Regions from separate parts of the Ovis canadensis genome. Here region 1 is linked to region 2. Evidence: chromatin contacts called from public Hi-C data. All regions are on one chromosome and are shown on one strand. Each heading gives the region's core, a stretch centred on a gene start, on an enhancer-like site or on the middle of the called end of the contact. The rest is flanking DNA. Distances are from core to core; before and after follow the strand shown.

Region 1 (7,326 bases), core at 705-3,204, 48 kb before region 2:
ATATATCCACCTATCAGACCCCCATTATTACTCCTCTGCATGCCTGATCCCAGTTCATGGCCTCCTCACCGCTCATTTTTTTAATCCTTTTTTTTTGGTTGCACTGGGTCTTCATTGCTGCACGCAGGCTTTCTCTAGTTGTGGCAAGTGGGGGTTACCCTTGTGTGTGGGCTTCTCACTGCGATGGCTTCTCGGTGCGGAGCACAGGCTTTAGGGCCCACTGGCTTCATCAGTTGCAGCGCGTGGACTCAGTCATTGCAGTGTGCTGCTCTACAGCCTGTGGACTTCAGTAGTTGTGGCGCCTGGGCTTGCTTAGTTGCTCCACAGCATGTGGAATCTTCCCAGACCAGGGATCAAACCCAGGTCCCCTGCACTGGCAGGCGGATTCTTTACCACTGAGCCATCTGGTCCTCAGGTGTGAGGATGCGCTGCGGAAGAACAAAGCCCTGATTGGGCCGGACCAGAAGGAGTACCATCGGGAACTGGAGCGCAACTATTCCCGCCTACGGGAGGCTCTGCAGCCTTTGCTTACCCAACGCCTGCCCCAGCTGCTGGCACCAAACACAGCCGGCCTCAGGTGCCTAACCCGAGTCCCCCGCCCACCCCAGAGAGGGCGAGATGGGGCAGGCAAAGCCCGGCAGAGTGTGGGGGCTACCATATGTGTGCCCATCAACACAGGTGCTTGGGGCTTTGCACGTGCTTGTGAACACTTGCACATGTACATAATATTCAAGCTCTGAGCCACCATTTCTGATCCTAGCTAGGTTATTTCTCAGGCATGTGACTTCATTTTTCTGAGCCTCAGTTTCCACATCTGTCAAAGGGGTATGATTCATATCTCCAGTGGTGGATTTTATGAAGGAATCTCCAGTTCCACGGCTGGATCAGAACCAACCTTAAAGGAGTCAGGATGACCATAGAAGGATCTTGGGAGGGGGAGGGGGAGGAGGGGAAGGAAAGTAGTGGGAGGCAGAGGAGGAGGTGATGGCTGGAGAGCATTATGGAATTGGGGACCATGTGCCCGTGTTGATCTGCTTCATTCCCCCCCCCCCCCCCCAGGAACTCCTTGAACAGAGCAAGTTTCCGGAAGACTGACCTCTGAGCCCACAGGGCCTGGAGCCACTCCCAGAGGAACCAGGACCCTGGCCTCAGCTACCTGTGCCTTCCTGATAGTCTCTCCCACTGCCCACTTGGCTGTGAGGCGCCCACATCGTGCACAGGGCTGGGCCCTCTGTTCCTCTGTTCTCATCTGTGTGCACTGATGCTTCTTGTCTTTTCTAATTTAAAATGGTTTTTGTAAACAGCCTGTGTGGTGTGGTCCCTGGGGGCTGGGTCCCAGGTGCATACTCGACCTAATTGTTGATGACAGACACTGAGAACTAGTTGGGTGCAACAGACAGCAGTGACGACCCATGCAAGTTCTTGCCCTTGTAGAGCTGACATTCTAGTGGGGAGGGCAACACAAATGACAATGTCATGTGTGTTCATGGGGAATAATAGTGACATTTGTTAAGCCCTTGCCCAGAGCCCAGATCTGTATAATTGCCACCCAGAAAGACACTGTCCCATCTATGGGCCTGGCTGCATGAGGGACAGCCTGCTTCATGGTTACAGAATCATCTCAACACCACTGTCAGGCAGGCAGCATTCTTATCCCGGTTTACAGATGGGGAAACTGAGGCAGCCAGTAGTTATAGGCTTGGTGCTGTTGAAGTTGGAAACCAAATTTGGCTGGCCATGGAGCCCAGGCCTTGGCTGAGGTCTGCGGCCTCACGCTGACCCACCCCTCCCTTCCCGCCCCGCGGTGGTCACGTCACTGTACCAGGCCTGCGCTGGGCGGCTGGGGGAGGGGTGACCTCCCGCAGTCACCAGCACCGCCGCCGCCCGCCCTCCAGGAGCTGGACCCCGGCCAGCCCCGCCCCCTCCCGCCCCCCTCAGCCGCCCAGCTGCAGCGGGCAGGGGAAGACAGCAGTAAGGGAACACTGTCCCAGGGACTGGAGGAGGGGGCGAGGCCGGACACCCGCACGCGCGCACACACACCTGCCGTCCAGGTGCGATCGTGTCCCTTACCATCCCCCTCCACGTTGGCCCGGCCGCAGGCGACAGGGGGCGGGGCCTGCCCCGAGGGGGCGGGGCGGGGCGGGGCGGGGCTACCGCCGAGGGCTGGTCGGGCGGGCGGTGGCGGAGGGCGCACGGGCGGCGGGACGCTGGGACAGCGGCGGCCGGAGCGCGCGAGGCGAGTAGGACCCGAGTTGGGTCGGGGTTCGAGTCCGGTTCTGGGTTCGAGCGTGGTCCCCACCCCACCTTACCCCACCCCATCCCACTCTCAAGCCCGGGGCGCGATCTCTCCGGTCTCTACTAGCCGCTGGCTGCCTCCAGCTCCATCATCTATGCGCAAACTTTCCAGACTTGAGAGTGTCGCGGTCCCCGCGCCTCTGCTCGGTCCTAATCTTTGCTCCTGTCCGTGCTGGTCTCTCCTAACCCCATCCTCCATCCGTACCTCCCTATCCCTTCGCCCCATCACTGCCTCCCCGTTGCCCCTCTCCCCTGTCTCCATCCTTTCTGCCTCTGTCCCGTCCCCCTCCTCCCTCCGTTGTCCTCCCTCTCTTGTCCTCCCTCGCCCTCCTCCGTAGCCGGGCCGGAGCCAGGCCCCAGGCGGCGGGAAGGCGGCCGGGCGTCCGGCTGGGCTGGGCCTCGGCCTAGCGGCTGGGCCGGCGTGGGGAGCTGCAGCTGTTTGCCATTAGCTGGGGACCCCGCAGGCCCCGCCCCCTCCCTGCACGGGGCGGGGTCCTCCTCGCCCCCGTCTTTGGGCCGTGGAGAGGAGCGAGAAGACCCCAGAGACGTTCAGGCTGGCCTGGGGCGGGGGCTTTAGGGAGACCCCGTTGGACATTCGGGCCGCCTCCCTGGGACCCCGCGTTACTTCCCTGAGCCACCTACCTGTCCCCTCGTGGAGTGGCCTGTCTCCCTTTCCATATCTCTCTGTCCTGTCTCGAGTACTCGCCATGCTCCAGGGAAGGTGAGCCACAGACACCCACCACCACTACCCTTTCCCCCACCATCTGCTTTCTCCACCTTTAGCCAGTCACCGACCCACATGGAGCATGGTCACATGGCTTCAGACCTCAGTTTCTGCCTGGAATATGGGGATGTGGGTGGCTTGGCTGGCAGTGAGGGGAATCTACCAAGCTAAGGATTCAAATCCAGACCCAGCTATTTCCTCGGGCTAAGTGACCCTGGGCAAGTCACTGTGTATTTCTTTCTTTTTATTTTGGCAGCCCCACATGGTATGTGGTATCTTAGTTCCCCGACCAGGGATCGAACCCATGCACCCTACATTGGAAGTATGGAGTTGTAACCATTGGGTCGCCAGGGAAGTCCCCATTGTGTGTTTCTGTGTCCCAAAACACTTCATCTTACCCAAGACACCGTAATACACGGTGATAACTACCCCCTGGGAGGGTTGTCATGATGATCAAAGGAGTTGCCTGGATGATAATGATAGTTATACTATTATTCACCCCACCCCCTTCACCTCCAGGGGTCTCCACAGGGGTACCATTTCTGCTTCCTGCCTCTAGTCTCTCTCAGGTTCCCAGAAAATATTTTCAATCACTTTCCTGTTGTGCAGGGGGTGACCCTTCAGGCAGGTGGAAAGCCAGGTTTCCTACAATTGGATGACTGTGTTCCAGGCACTGAAAGAAGGAGAAGTGAGGACAGAGACGTAGAGAGACAGGGCGGGAGAAGTGCAGAGAGACAGAGACGTGGAGAGACAGAGAGAGACGTGGAGAGAGACAAGCAAGAGGCTAAGCAAGGAGGACGTAAGACAAGACAAGCTCAAGCTCGGCTGCCCCTGAAGCTCCGGCCCCGCCTTCATGCCCAGCAGGTGCTCCACCTGGCCCATCCTCCCAGGTACCCACTGCCGTGGCACCACAACCTGAAAAGGGTGGGGTGGGCCGGAACCTCTGCAGCAGGGTGGTTAGAGGTCAGACAGCAGAAAGGACTGGCCAAACTCGGTCAGAGCAGGGGACAGAAGTACCCGGGGACAGAAGTACCCTGGCCATCCTCCAGGTCTGGGGGTGCAGGTTAGTGAGAGGCCCTGATTGTCTTTCCCCTTTCCAGCCTCAGGCGCCCCCTCTCACTTCCTCCCCCCACCCCCGTGACTTCCGGGGCCTCCACCCGCCTTCTATCCTTGCTGCGCCCCCGAGCCCCCAGCCGGACACATCCTGGGGGGGCGGGGGGGTGAGCAGGAAGTTCTCGTGTAGCTCGGCAGCGAAACTGTTTATTTTTAGAGAAAATTGTTTCCATAAAGGGGAAAGGCTTTGCTCCTTGCTGCTTCCCCCCAACTTTCCCTACCAGCCCCCCGCCACTGCCCAGGCTGACCCAGCTCTGTTTGCGGGTCTCCTACCCTGAGCTCCGTTTCTCTTTGTGCCCCTGGGTCTCTGTCTCCGGCTGGCTGTCTCCCCATTAGTGCACCCATCTGCCCACCTAAGCGCCCATCTGTCCTGGTAACCAGTTCTTGCCTGGGCTGAGGGGAGGGGGCACAGGAAGGGTGGCGGCTGTCGGACTTCAGCACCCCATCCCCCCCGCCCCTGGTGGGGGGCTTTGTGGAGGCGGGGCTGTGGGAACAGCTGGAGCCTGTCCAGGGGCTGGACAGATGTGCGGGCAGACCGTGAGGTTTGGTTTCTTTGTTCCAGGCTGTGGGCGCCCCCCTCAACCCTTTCCACAATCAGGATGGGTGTATGCCTGTGAGAGGGTCCCACGCCCAGGGAAAGAGGGAAGTTGGGGGGGAAGGGACAGTGGGCAGGGGTGGCCACCTCCCCTCCTGCAGACTCCTGACTCTGGGTGTCATCACACCCTCTTCACCCTCTTTCCAGGTAAACCTCAGCCGGTGCTGCAGGTAGTCTGACTCACAGTGCCCCCCCGAGACACCTGAGGAGCTCTGCAGGCAAGAGGATGGCCCAGGTCCTGCACGTGTCAGCCCCCTTCCCAGGTCAGGGATCTCGTGGGGAAGAGGGCCCAGCCTTGGGGTTGGAGGTGGGGCGTGAGGGACACAGGCCAGGTCCTGTGTGGCCTGGAGGAGAGAAGGGGGCCTGACTTGAGTGGGGCTGAGGGTAGCACACAGCTCTATCCTGAGAGCCTGAATGGGGACAACTCGGTTCTGCCCTCGACAGTCTAATGGAAGAGACAGGGTTTTTCAGGAAAGGAGGTTAGTCTGAGTTGGGAGACAGGGTCCTGACTCATTTGGGAGGTTGGAAGCACAGCCCTGCCCTGGGAGGGTCCAAGGGGGACGCAAGGCCTTGCCTTAGGCTGGGGAGGTGGGGAGGGGTCTGAGGCTTACAGCTGAGCATTGAGGAGCCAGTGGCGTCCCATCCTTTGGGCCAATAAGCCATGACTCACCCAGGTGCATCAGTTTGCCCCCAGGAGGGGACCACAGTGTTCAGAGGTGCTGGCTTTTCTCTCTACCTCAGGGACCCCCGGCCCAGCCTCCCCGCCTGCCTTCCCCTCTAAAGAGCCTGAGGTCCCCTACTCGGTGGAGACGCCCTACGGCTACCGCCTAGACCTGGACTTTCTCAAGTACGTGGATGACATCGAGAAGGGCCACACGCTGCGGCGGGTGGCCGTGCAGCGCCGGCCCCGCCTGGGCTCCCTGCCCCGTGGGCCCGGCTCCTGGTGGACGTCCACCGAGTCTCTGTGCTCCAATGCCAGCGGGGACAGCCGCCACTCGGCCTACTCCTACTGCGGCCGTGGCTTCTACCCACAGTATGGCGCCCTGGAGACACGCGGTGGCTTCAACCCGCGAGTGGAGCGCACGCTACTGGACGCCCGTCGCCGCCTGGAGGACCAGGCAGCCGCCCCTGCCGGTCTGGGCTCCCTGACCCCCAGCGCGGCCGGCTCGACGAGCTCACTGGTGGGCGTGGGGCTGCCACCCCCGACACCACGGGGATCCGGACTGTCCACGCCGGTGCCGCCCAGCGCCGGGCACCTGGCCCATGTGCGGGAGCAGATGGCGGGGGCCCTGCGGAAGCTGCGGCAACTGGAAGAGCAGGTGAAACTGATCCCCGTGCTCCAGGTGAAGCTGTCGGTGCTGCAGGAGGAGAAGCGACAACTCACAGTGCAGCTCAAGAGCCAAAAGTTCTTGGGCCACCCTGCAGGAGTCCGGGGCCGTGGTGAGCTCTGCCTGGACCTCCCTGAGGCCCCCGAGGACCCAGGGACACTCGAGACCCGAAGCGTGGGCACCTGGGTCCGAGAGCGGGACTTGGGCGTGCCCGATGGGGAGGCAGCCCTGGCCGCTAAGGTGGCCGTGCTGGAGACCCAGCTCAAGAAAGCACTCCAGGAGCTACAGGCAGCTCAAGCCCGGCAAGCCGACCTCCAGCCCCAGGCCTGGCCGCCGCCAGACAGCCCAGTCCGTGTGGACACCATCCGGGTGGTGCAGGGGCCGAGGGACGTGGAGGTGGCGGCCAGCACGGCAGCGGGGGCCCCTGCTCAGCGGGCCCAGAGTCTGGAGCCCTACGGGGCAGGGCTGCGGGCCCTGGCGACATCCAACGGGGCCGAGAGCCCCCCTGTGTTCCGCAGCCATGAGGTGATGGAGACAGTGTTCCCAGCGCCCATTGCATCCACCAGCAACGTCCACCAGGTGAAGAAGATCAGTATCACAGAGCGCAGCTGTGATGGGGCAGCAGGTGAGCAGTAGCAGGTGGGGGCAGACGGTGGAGGGTCCCTCCTTTTCCTCTGAATGCTGGGGTCCAGCCCCAGCCCTGTCCTCCCACAAGCAATCAGAACCTCAATTTCTTCTTCTGTGCAAAGGAGACACTTGTGCTGCTGACCCAGTCCCTCTAGGGACCATGTGAAGAAATTAAGTGTTTGAAGAATTAGGTGTGTGCTTATGTCTGGAGAATCCCAGGGACAGGGGAGCCTGGTGGGCTGCCGTCTGTGGGGTCGCACAGAGTCAGACGTGACTGAAGCGACTTAGCAGCAGCAGCAGCAGCATGTCTAGAACATTATAAATATGTAGAAAATAGGAGGTATTTGGGTGAAGGTCCCCAAAGCTGTCAGTTGCTGGGCAAAAAAAATTCTTCCCTGATTGGCAAAAACCAGTCTCAGGCCATGAAAAAGGAAATGTGTTATTCCTGTAACTTAGTGACAGCTTCAGGCATAGCTGGATCCAGGTGCTCAGATAGCCTCAGAATCTCTACCTCCCTCTTTCTCTTCCTCTGTGCATCCTGGAAGCTTCTCTCTCAGGCAGGCAGAGGTGATCACACCACTCCTGACATCTGTTGAGCCAGCTCATAAAGGAAAAGGGAGCCCCTCAATCCAGATAGCACCAGC
Region 2 (6,801 bases), core at 315-2,814:
TTGAGCCCAGACAGACCTGAGCCCCCAGGGGACAAAAGTATGGAGACAGTGACCCAGGCAGAGGCAACAGCAAGTACAAAGGTTCAGAGACAGCAAAGAGGCCAGCAAGGAGAGAATGAGAGGCCATGGGGCTGGATCAAGCCAGGCCTGCAGTCCACAGTGAGATATGAGGATTTTCAGATTCCGGGGGTGGGGTGGGGGAGCTCAGAGTTGGGGCTTGGGAAGGGAGAGTCTGACACTGCCCTCTTGGCACAGGTCATGGTGCAGAGGCCCAGCCGACTAGGGGAATGGATTTGCTTTGAACCCCCAAGCTCCCAGCCTTCTGCCCAGTCATAGGCACAGCTTGGGAGAGGAGGCTGTGATGTAAGCAGAGCAGCTGTGCCGGGGAGGGTGGAGCCCCTCCACGGAGGGCAGGAGTCAGAGCTGAAACCTGAGCTGCCTGGAGGGGAGGCTGGACAGGACCCAGGAGTCCTGGGGGCTGTTCCCCCGCTTCTCAATTCCACTCCACACCATGGGGTGGGTGATGTGACCTGTATTTGCTCAAATTCCAACTCTCAGCCGCTCTCATCTCCTCATCACTGAGGGAATTCACTGCCTAGAGGAGGGGGGGCCCTGCCCCCCACCATGGGGGAGGGGCCGGCATGAGGACAGCTCTCCCCCCTCCCTGCCTTCCCCTCTTTCCTCCCACGGACCTGGGCTCAGCCCCGCAGGCTCCAGCCTGACTCACCACAGGCAGCTGTGGTTTCAGATGCCTGTGGGGGCTGGGGGTTGGGGGTGGAGGCAGCAGAGGATGTCAATTGGGGTGTCAGGCTTGGAGGAGCAAATTCCTCCCACTACCCGGCTGGTGTTGGTCGGAGCTGTTGAGCCTCTTGGAGAGGCGGGAGTTCAGAGTCACCTGCCCACACCCTGTCCCCAGGGACAGCAGCTCCCAAGCTCCAGTCTGCTCCCCACCCCTTTGGGGGAGCCCACAGACTAACTCCAAGCAGCCGGCCAGCTGCCCCTCATCTTACTTGAGTGACAACCACGCCTTTCTCCAGGGGACCCCCTGTGAGCCCAGAGAGGTTCACCACCACGGCCTTGCCTTTTAGGATGCCGCTATTGAAGGATAAAAAGGCAGGGCATCCAGGTCTCGCCAGAAGCTTGAGACCCAAGCTCAGTGACCCCCGCCTCCCATTTCCCGTCTGTAAAATGGGCTCTGGGCCTGGCCCCTCCTTCGGCCGCCACAGAGAGGCTGCAGACAGTTAATCCCCAAGAAGGGTCTGCTCTTATTTTTCCTGACACTCTAACCCTGTGTGTGTCTCACACTCACTGGCAAGCTGGGGGCGCCGAGGAAGGATTTCAGTTACTACTCCCTCCGTCAACAGAAAACTGCCCAAGCCAGGGATCAGCAACTTCCATCACCTCCAGTCTCTCCCAGGCTCTCCCTCTGCCCGGGGACCACCCCACCACCACCAAGTCCTGCCCACCCTCCCCACTCAGCGCTCTCGGCCACTGCCTGGCCCCTCCCGCGCGCCCGGGCTGTTCAGGCTCATTTGTCCGGTTTGCCACGCGGCTGAGCATGGAGTCAGTCAATCAACCAATTATCGAGCGCCCGCCTGCAGGCCCCGGACGCTTCCTGTGCGGTCCGCTCAGCTCTCGCCCCCAGAGGCAGTTTGGAACCTTCCCAAGACAAAAGGTGGAAGGAAGGAAGGAAGTGCCACCCTGTGGACACAGAAAAGATCGCAGTCCCGGCTGTTCCCGGTGCTTCCCTCTGCCACCGCTACACCCGCCACCCGCGGAGCCCGGGAGGCGGGGATTAGCATCTCCCGGTTTGCAGGTGGGGAAACGGAGGCTCGGATGGGTCCAAAGTCACCCAACTCAAGCCAGTCTGCACCCTTTCCCACCCACTGCCTCCATACTCCGGGTCCTCTGCCCTTGGGCCAGGTCTTGCAGGGAACCCTGTTTCCCACGTCCTACTGGGTTCAGCACAAAGGGGCGCTGGCGGGAGGGGGGGCGCTGGCGGGAGGCGGGGCCTGGAGGAGGGGAGAGGCTGGACTCTCCTCTCTCTGTGCCTTGGACTGGTCTCCTCCCAGCTCCCACAATTCCTGGGCTCCAGCAATGCCACCCCTTCTGCTGTTATTTCTGGATGCCTCATTGTCCCCGCATTTGGTCTTTTTTTTTTTTTTTTTTTGCCTGTGCTGTGCAGCACACGGGATCTTAGTTCCCGGACCAAGGATTCACCTGTGTCCTGTGTAGTGAAATCTCTGAGTTCCTAACCACAGGACCCTCAAGAGAAGTCCTATTTGGATGAGCCGGATCTTTAGTTGAAGCATGTGGAATCTAGTTCCCTGACCAAGCATGATACCCAGGCTCCCTGTGTTGGAAGCACGGGGTCTTAGCCTCTGGACCACCAAGGCAGCCCTGAAGTTTACCATCTTAACCAAATTAAAGTGTGCAGTTCAGCAGCGTTCAGCACATTTGCTTTGTTGTGCAACCTTGCTCACCATCCAGCTCTTTGCTCCTGCAAAACTGAAAGCCTGTACCCATTAAGCACCAACTTCCCCTCCTCCTCCCCCAGCCCCAGGCACCCACTTTCTGTCCTACTTTCTGTTTCTGGGAATTTGACTGCACTGGGAACTTCAAGGACAGCAAGGAGATCAAACCAGTCAATCCTAAAGGAAATCAACCCTGCGTATTCATTGGAAGGCCTGCTGCTTGAAGCTGGAGCTCCAGTCATGATGCGAAGAGCTGACTCATTGGAAAAGACCCTGATGTTGGGAAAGATTGAGGGCAAGAGGAGAAGGAAGCAGGCACCAGAGGATGAGATGATTGGATGGCATCACTGATTCAATGGATATGAGTTTGAGCAAACTCTGGGAGACAGTAAAGGACAAGGAAGCCTGGCGTGCTGTAGTCCATGGGGTCACAAAGAGTTGGACATAACTGAGCAACTGAACAACAAGGGACTTCATATAAGTGGAATTATACAGTAATTATCTTTTTGGATCTGGCCAATTTCCTTTAGACAATGTCCTGGAGATTCATCCATTTAGAGCACGTTTCAGAACTTTCTTCCTTTTTCAGGCTGGATAATAGTCCGCTCTGTATATACACATTGTATTCATGCATTCACCTACAGATGGAACTTGTGTTTGTTCCTTTTTTTGGCTCTTGTGAATAATACTATGAACACGAGTGTGCAAATATCAAAATCCCTGATTTCAATTGCCGGATCACATGGTAGTTTTATTTCTTTTTTAAAATTTGGCTGTGCCTGGTCTTAGTTGCGGCATGAAGGATCTTTAGTCGAGGTGTGTGGGATCTTAGTTCCCTGATCAGGGATCGAACTGCACCTCCTACCTTGGAACCACAGGATCTTAATCACTGGACCATCAGGGAAGCCTTGTTTTTTTTGTTTTTAATCACAGCCATATGAATGGCTTGTAGGTGGCATCTCATCATGGTTTGTCCCATTTAGTCTTTTATGCTTAGTTCCTTGTATTTTTTTCCCTATCCAATAATCTGCTGTGTTCTTGTTTCCCACTTGAAACGCCAGTACTATCTGTGGCTTGACTGCCACACCTGAAGATAGTGTTCTGAAATGCCCTTGAGGTCAGACTCAGGTAAAGCTGGGATGCACAAGAGACTCGGGGTGCAGGGGACTGAGGAGAGTGCAGTCCACGTACCCCAATGTCTATGGCTCTGGACAAATGTTATCACAATGAAGCCAGATTTGTGATGTGAAACCTCTCTATTTCTATCTTAGCAATGAATTTAATAGAATTAAATTCAGGAAAAAAGGTTTCGTTGTTTTTTTTCAAAGGAGAAGGATGGGGAGGAGGAATAGTTAGAGAGTTTGGAATGGACATGTACACACTGCTATGTTTAAGATGAATAACCAACGAGGACCTACCATGTAGCTTAGGGAACTCTGTTCAATGTTATGTGACAGCCTGTATGGGAGGGGAGTTTGGGGGAGAATGGATACATATGTGTGTATGGCTGAGTCCCTTTGCTGTCCACCTGAAACTATTACAACATTGTTAATCAGCTCTACTCCAATATAAAATTTAAAAGTGAAAGTGTTAGTCGCTCAGTTGTGTCCAACTCTTTGTGACCCCATGGACTGTAGCCCTTCAGGCTCCTGTCCATGGAATTCTCCAGGCACACTAGAGTGGGTAGCCATTCCCTTCTCCAAGGGATCTTCCCAACCCAGGGATAGAACCTGCATTGGAGGCAGATTCTTAAAAAGTTAAAGAGAATCCTTTCCTGACACCTCCCCCACCTCATATAAAAGAGCCTCTTGCCAGTCAGTTCTGTCTCATTATCTTTTTAAATATCCTTCTAGAATAATCTTTTAAAGTAATTTTTTGTATCTGTTTCCTCTTCTAAAATGTCATCTCCTTGAGGGCATAGACTCTTACTGCAGTGTCCCACACTCCTTGAACATGAACTGGCACACAAGGGGTGCCCAATATTTGTTGAATGAGTGAATAAGCAGGAAATTTAGCAAAACTTCAGTTCAGCACCCAGCAGAGCTGCTCCCCAGCTGAGCACAATATCCCCTTAGAGGCTGCAGCCTGTGTTGACGCTGTAGGAAAATATTCCCTTTCCAGATCCTTCTCCCTGGGGGTAGTCTTGTCCATCAACAGATGGAGGGAGCCAGAGAAAGGCAGAAGAAAGCACTTCCGGTTTAGTCAAATACTTTATTTAAGAAATATAATTGATCACAGTAAGGCATTCAGGCTATAAAAACATTCTATACAGTGGTTTAAAAAGCGACACCCATCCTCAAAAAGCAACCCATATATACAACATAGAACCTGATTCTCTTGAAGAGGGCTGTGCACGGCACGCTCAACTAAGCTTTGTACAGAAAGACGAGGCATCTTTGCAGCAACCAGGATTTGCAAAAATAAATAGATCTTTCTTATATATATATATATACACGTAAGTGAGAAATGTTTCAACAAATATACAAAGTGCAAACATAACAAAAAATCCCCCCTGTCTGCATGGCGGTGGTGGGGGTGTTATTTACATGCTTCAGAAAGAGAAAAGGTGTTCACAGTCTCCGGCAGCCGTGCCGTGTTCTGTGGTTGTACGGTAGTCAATCCACTCAGATGTTTCCATGGGAGGCTGCCCCCCACCCGACCCCCACCCCCCCCAGTGGTCATAAATATGATATGTGTGGCAATTTCAGAAAGCATTCTTGTTTAATGAATCCCATGAAATTCCTGCGCCCAGAGCACATCTTACAGGGTAGACCGGCCATGCATGTTTCAGATGGACACCAGCCAACCATGACGGGCTTGTCGGGGATATGAATGGCTCAGTGGCCTCTGCCTAGAAGTGGAAACAGTAGGCAGATCGTCTAGTCGTAATCTTGGCTTTGAAGTCATGATCAAGCCACCGCACACACATCTCCCTACATGCTGGGAGAGGGGCCAGGTTGGTACCAATCATCAACCCAGACTCTTTGCAGCCAGAAGGGAACCAGAACGGAAAGTAGTGCAAAATAATAATAGAATGTCGACTTTACACAGTGTACGACCCTGAACTGAAAAAGTGCAAGGGGCAGGGATGGGGTCCAGATACCCACTCCCAGACAGACGGATAGTTAGAGGTGGGAACTGCTCATCTTCAAGCACAAAGTAAGGGGGTCTCAGGCACTTAATACATGTACGTTAAGGGCGACTGGTGGCTCGAATTTGTTTTCTCTGGGGATGATCTGGGTTTTGGTGAATGAATAGGGTTCAGCGGGTGCCACTCCTGGAAGGTTGGACCCAGGGTCCCCTCCTGGCTTAAGTGGAGGACAAACCCTGCTTGGAAAACCCTAGTTTGATCCTGACCAGGGGGTGGCAGACCAATTCTGGCCATCCCGCAGGCTTGCCTGGCAGAAGTAAACACGTTCAGTCCTGAGTGTGGGGCCTGGGCTAGAGGGTAGGTGGCAACAGCAGCCACCTGGGACCCTGTGGGTAGCACCTGCTTTCGTGCGTTCAAAGCCACTAGCTTTCCGGCTCCGTGTCTGTCTGCCATTCCCTCCAGGAAGGAGTGTGTCTAGAAGGAGAGCAGCTCAGAGATTCCCGGAGAAGACAGATTCCCCAGCTGTTCTGCCTTTCTCCTTCACATGTAAAGAAAGGAAGAAAAAAAAGCAACCCAACTGCTGCCCATGGGTGCCGTCTGATGCCTGTTCTGCCTCCCAGAAAAATAAATATATAAAACAAAGCTCTGGCAGACAGGCAGACAGGCTGCAGTCCCCAACAGTGCTTTTGGCGCGGAGGTCTCAGGAAGGGTTGGGGGCAGGTCAAGGGTCGGGGGAGAAAGTGTTTTTGCTGCCTTTGAGTGACCAGCGGCAGGTTCCAGGGAGGGAGAGGACTCAAGGCAGCAGCTCATGCCGCGTCATCCTCCAAGCTGACCATCTGTCTCTGTCAACAAAACAGTAAATGCCGGAAACGATCAGTCCAACATCCAGTAAACATGGCCACAAGCCACCCACGCCTGACTCTCTCCTGGTCCCCCAGGTCACCCCCCTCATTACCCCTGGACCCGCACGAAGGCCTCCACCCTCGTCTCGGGGCTCTGGAACTTGGCCCAGCCCTGATCCTCACACAACCACCAGGGGCACCCGTGAGCACCCAAGTCTGGTCATGTGGCTCCGTGGCGCCCATCTCGCTCCCAGCATTGGTGCTCCAATAGGCCCACAGCGTCCTGCTCCATTTGCCTCCTCCCCTCCCACTCTCCGCCCCTCACACACTCAGGGAGGGTTCAGCCACAGGGCCTTTGCACAAGTGGTGCCTGCTGCACTCCGTACACTCCCTA

Evidence for each region. A called contact is a pair of places that touch in the nucleus more often than the background predicts.
Region 1: a Hi-C map of fibroblasts shows a contact between it and region 2, with 3 times the contacts expected there. The contact joins the promoter of KANK2 here to the enhancer-like site in region 2. A contact is called at or near these places in 2 of 2 Hi-C or Micro-C datasets (fibroblasts and lung).

What each region holds. Positions count from the first base shown.
Region 1 is chr5:28,316,730-28,324,055 of ARS-UI_OviCan_v2, reverse strand. It overlaps KANK2 (KN motif and ankyrin repeat domains 2), which reads left to right and starts at 1,954. Exons shown (of 13, transcript XM_069591130.1): 1 at 1,954-2,051; 2 at 3,690-3,909; 3 at 4,875-4,990; 4 at 5,469-6,680. The coding sequence starts at 4,954. DOCK6 (dedicator of cytokinesis 6) reads left to right here. Exons shown (of 48, transcript XR_011257182.1): 47 at 416-577; 48 at 1,060-1,303.
Region 2 is chr5:28,268,449-28,275,249 of ARS-UI_OviCan_v2, reverse strand. It overlaps LDLR (low density lipoprotein receptor), which reads right to left. Exons shown (of 18, transcript XM_069591128.1): 18 at 4,666-6,407. The coding sequence ends at 6,372. Among named protein-coding and RNA genes, the nearest start is that of SPC24, 13 kb to the left of the region's middle. Within about 2 kb of position 1,564, the one cell type or tissue checked has open chromatin away from gene starts, as enhancers often do. A contact at or near this core is called in fibroblasts, where this site is marked.